Regions from separate parts of the Danio rerio genome. Here region 1 is linked to region 2. A link is a contact called in public HiCAR-type data. All regions are on one chromosome and are shown on one strand. Each heading gives the region's core, a stretch centred on a gene start, on an enhancer-like site or on the middle of the called end of the contact. The rest is flanking DNA. Distances are from core to core; before and after follow the strand shown. Region 1 holds the start of LOC101884777. Region 2 holds the start of las1l (LAS1 like ribosome biogenesis factor).

What was found. HiCAR-type assays count read pairs that join an accessible place to other places.
Region 1: a HiCAR-type map of caudal fin shows a contact between it and region 2, with 7 times the contacts expected there. The contact joins the promoter of LOC101884777 here to the promoter of las1l in region 2. A contact is called at or near these places in 2 of 4 datasets of contacts at active chromatin or transcription factors (caudal fin and embryo).

What each region holds. Positions count from the first base shown.
Region 1 is chr5:23,093,484-23,096,183 of GRCz12tu, reverse strand. LOC101884777 reads right to left here and starts at 1,410. Exons shown (of 7, transcript XM_073952117.1): 1 at 1,124-1,410; 2 at 223-249; 3 at 1-128. The coding sequence starts at 241.
Region 2 is chr5:22,847,986-22,850,782 of GRCz12tu, reverse strand. las1l (LAS1 like ribosome biogenesis factor) reads left to right here and starts at 1,363. Exons shown (of 13, transcript NM_001126400.1): 1 at 1,363-1,676. The coding sequence starts at 1,531.

The DNA.
Region 1 (2,700 bases), core at 161-2,660, 250 kb before region 2:
CTCCTTAAACCATCTGATCTCCAGGTCAACAGCACTGATTTCAGGAGACAGGAGACACCGAACACTGACAGATGACCCCAGTTTCACCTCAATACTCTGAGCTTCAGGGACAGCAAGATGAAACTCTTCTGTGAAGGCAGAGAGAAACACACGGACATTTGATTTTCTGTAGTAACATATTTTAGTGCTAATGAAGTATTCAGCAAGATTTTGAAGACTTACTGTTGCTTGTAGTTGCCATTATTTATCCTGCAAGTGTAGACAAAAACATTCAGTCAGAGAAATGAATAGGTTGCATCTAACCAGCCAAAACCAAGCCATTATAAAAAATACTTATAGTTCAACCAAAAGAGAAAATTATGTCATCATTTACTCATCATTTACTTGTTCCAAACCAGAAGATATTTGGAAGAAAGCTGGAAACCTGTAACCATTGACTTCCATAATATTAGGCTTTCCTACTATAACAGTCAATGGTTGCAGGTTTTCAGCATTCTTCAAAATATCTTCTTTTATGTTTTACAAAACAAATGACTCATAAACACTTGGAACCACATGACGCTTTTATTTATAAGTAAATTTTATTTTTGTGTGAACTATCCCTTTAATATTTCAATATTTTCTGATTGACTTTGTTTGCATAAATAATATAAGTACAAATGAATTTGATTTACCGTTTACAGTAAGTTTTTGCTTTTGTATTTGTACTATGTTTTGTCAAGTGCAGTGTGGTGAAATGTTTGTCATTGTCACTCAACAGCGGCCAGGTTGCATAAACTGCTTAGACTAGTCTTACAAGTTAATCATCATTTTTTACCCTTTAGGTCATACTGTATGTTTTTAAAGTCAGACATATAAAACGACTGTAGGTTTAACCAAAAAGTAAGACTTTGAGCTGGTTAAACTATAACATGGATATAGATAGACTGACCACTGGGTTTTATGATCATTTATGACAGAATGTTTGTTTCATGAATCATCTGCACTTTTTCTTTCTCAAAAGAACACCTAATTTTAGACATCATGCTATAATAAAAGACTTACATTTGAAGACTTCTTTACAGCATTATTTCATGTACAGAAACCGAATGTGTGAATAATCAAATATCTTTTGTTACTTTACCTTTTCTGTCAAATGATTCCAGTCTGAACTGAAGAATGTGCAGAGAGCCTGAAGCACATACAAATCTGTATATGTGAATTGTTGCAAGCATTCGGAGTACTCTTTACCTGTCATGTGACCGCCTGTAAATACTGTCACACTGGTTGTAAGAATTCAAATCTCTTTCACTTTTAAGTTCCCCTACTGTAGTTTCACTTATTAACTTACAGAACAAACAACACTCAGTTTCTCCTGCTTACAAGTTTAGATGTCTGCTTGTGTCTAATTGTTAGACTTCAGTTTCCTTCTTCTAATATACAGTAGCATTTGGTATTAACAAATTCAAAGTTTACTCCATCCAACATCTCTTTTGTAACTAAATTTTCATAACCTAAAAAATGTGAACACTGCTAAAAACGCAGCAAGGCACATTTCTTCAACCACCAGTGACAGTCAATTAAACATTAATTATATGTTTCAGCTATTGTTTGGATCAGATGAGATGCACAGGTAAAATAATCTTATTTGTGTAACAACTGAAGTTACAGTTGATGGTGGAATTCATCAATCTGATTATCTTAACTGCACAGGTCAAACCGGTCAAACATGCTTGTTTTTTGTGTGTTATAGTGTCTCTAAGCTAACAAAATGCATCAAAAAGTTTGTGGCAAGTTGCATTATTTCCATTTTGTTTATATGTAATTCAAAACAAATGCCGAAATTGTGTGTGTGTGTGTGTGTGTGTGTGTGTGTGTGTGTGTGTGTGTGTGTGTGTGTGTGTGTGTGTGTGTGTGTGTGTGTGTGTGTGTGTGTGTGTATGTTTGTGTGTGTATGTGTGTGTTTGTTTTAATAGCTTCCCTCCTATGTGTTTTTACATGAAAATAATACTATAGTACTGTAAATTATAGTAAATACTATACTTTGACCATACTATAGAAAAGAACCTGAAATAATCTGCTGTGGTAACTCTTACTGAGTAAGACAACAACAGTTATGGTAATATAAACAAATACTGTAAGTTTTCCACAACTATATTATGCTAGAATACACTACAGTATAGAGTAGTAAAACCTACTACAGTATTTTATTTTAAATTTCTTTTATTAGGCTTTTCACATGGAATATCAATTACAACATTCATCTCATAATTACCTTTACATGTTGTTGTTAACACTACCCTAAATAATCACTTTCCTCCCTCAACAGCTTCTACCTACCCATTGAAAAACTAAATAAATTAATTAATTAACAATAATAAAAATATTTGGTATTTTATTTTAAAATACATTTCAATAAACTATTGCCCATCCCTGGTTGTATGTAGCATAAATAAATACATTGTTGTAATACTATTGTACAGTACACAGGGTATAATACACTTTACTGTAGTGTGTTTCAAAAGCATTGCAATGGTTGATTTGTTTTGTATCTAGATATTATTGAAATAAGACATCATGCAGAACCTAATAAAAAAAGAATTATGCATAAAACAGATTTTTTTTTTAAATACACACTAACATTTATACTGGTAGGTGCATAAATCTGGTACTGTTGCATAAAGACAAAGTAAAAAGAAATCTGTCACTCATCCACTACTT
Region 2 (2,797 bases), core at 114-2,613:
TTATTTATTTATTTAGCTGTCTTTTCTTATATCACTGAATCTTGCTTTTTACATTTTGATATTAACACAATCTGTACATTTTAAAAGATTTGTTAGCCAAAAATAAACCACAAAAATCTTAACTCAAAAATTAAAAAATAATGAATAAACTATTTGATCAAAGATTTGCACGGATGTGATAATTAAGGTAAAATTGTAATTGTTAGACCCTTATTATATAAAATATGATAGAAAATGACATTATATACAATTTATAGAAACTTCTACTTCTTTTATTGTAGGCTCCCAAATTTCATAAGGGCCTTAAATGGCTGCTTACCTCACGTATTGGTTAAATTCGTCCCTGTTGAATAGTTAATATTATATTATACAGACAGACCTACTAATAAGAGGATTATGCAATCTGCTGATGTTCTGTGCTATGTAGAAAAATAACATAATTATTTTGCAAGAATTTAGTAGTTTTAGTTGGCCAAGAATGCATTACTCTGTATTTAATAGATTACAGTTACTTTTGGATTATGGATTACAGAAATAGAAATTATTCACACAATTCCTCTAAGTAATTCATAATTTATTAACTTTCCCTAATTTCTTTATAATTTAATTAAATATTCCTTAAAGAATTATACATATTACTATATTGTTTAGCTTTTTTAAGTAGTCAAAATACAGAATTTCCATGTACATTCAATTTAAATTAATTTGTGATCAACCCCCTCTGAATTTAGTAACAAAATTAAAATTATATATATATATATATATATATATATATATATATATATATATATATATATATATATATATATATATATATATATATGTATCTTATCTTCTATGTTACTAACATTTTCTATGTATTTTGCAATCAGTAACAAAATAATATGTCTAAATAATTTACTCCAATATATAATGCTACCATGTTATTTCTTTATTGTCGTAATTACCAAGTCCTAAAACTCAGCAGTATAATGCTACTTTTTATAAGTTATTTATTTATTACTAGTATTATTATTAATGCTAGATATTACTTCTAAATCCTCAGTTTTAATTTGATATCAAAACAGAACTGGGTTGATTATTATAAGAACTGGGAGTTTAATGCCCCTGAAACGTTTGCAAATGGCTGATTATGCTCATCAGCAGTGCACTAAAACTGCAGTAAATATTTGCTTAAAGATTTTGCTTATTTGCTAAATTTGAGTAAACTGCGATATATTAACATAAAGTACACCTATAGCAATACATTTTAAACAAATAAGTTTTATTACTCTCAGTTCTCCTTTGAACTCGCTTTTCTGATCTAATTACTATTACATACGGAACCATTGTTCATCGCTTACGCTAACCGGGGAACGTTTAACCTGCCGCACCTCTGGCGGGGCGTATGACTGTGTTGTGTCCAGTAAACGGGAGCTTTCCATAAATCGTATGTTTTAGTTTTTAACAACTTTAAATGTGCTGAATTCTTTCGCCGCCTCGCATCCACGCACTTTATCACTCGAAAAGGATACAGTCGACGATCTGAAGATGAAGAAAGAAACGGTGGGGAAGACGCGTCACGTCGTGCCCTGGATGAACAAAGCGGAGTACGAGCATGTGCTGGAGTATTTGTACTCGAAAGAGCCCGCGCTGCAGAAACACGCGCTGCACAGGATCTCCGCGTGGAAGGGCAGGTACAATGTGTGTGTGTGTGTTTGGTCCGAGCGAGTGAATGATCTCTGATGTCCCGCTACAATGTTGCAGATGTTGTGGCTGCTCTTTGGTTGGTCACGTGACGTCTGATGCTGCTTCATCTCTTGTGTTTTGCTGACGGACGGTCCTGCTCTGTGGATGGGCTAAAGTGAATTTCTCTGTAAATAATGCCCTAATGCAAAAAATTGTTAGAGTTTCAACTACGTATTGCTATGGCTTAATACAAACCCTGTTATCTAGCTAGCTGTTTGGTCTTCTTGGCCATTGTTTTTAAAAGAATTATTCTGAAAGGGATAGTTTACCCAACGCTGAAAATCATGTAATCATTTAGCAATACTCACACGTTTCATAAAGCTTTTGAACCTGGTAACAATTGACTACCATAGTAGGAAAACAAATACTAGGATGTCAATTAGGGCTGCACTATATTGGAAAAATCTAACATATCAATATATTATGTTACGATTATATATATTTTGATTATATATTGCAATATGATTACAATATAACTGGAGTTGTTAAATAACTATTTGAAAAGAATTCATCGTTTTAGATTGATTGAGATGATTCGGAGAGCGTGTATGCATAAAATATTAGAAACAACCTACAAGCATAGACACATTCAATAATGAAAAAGGTACAACTTAAATAAACAGCGTTTGATTGTTTTCCGAGGAGTCAAACTGTATTCAGGTATACAGTAGTTGAATAATCAAATGTAAAATAATACTACATAGTCTTTGATTGTTAAATAATTAAATTTGGTACATTTTCTTAGGCCTGGATGCTTTAAAAACCATCACAAGCCTCAAAAAACTATTTTATTATTATTATTATTATTATTATATTACATATTTTATTATATTATATAATTTTAATCTAGACTCAGTATTGAGTATGGTAAATGATCACATTGCGAAATCGTAGCTGTAATGATATACTGTGCAGCCCTTATGTCAATGGATAAGTTTCTAACATTCGTCAAAATATTTTATACATTCAACAGACAAAACCCATAAAGTTTTGGAACAACTTGAGGGTGAGGAAGTAGTGAGTATATTTTTGGACAAACTATCCCTTCTAGAATTTCTGATGTTTTATT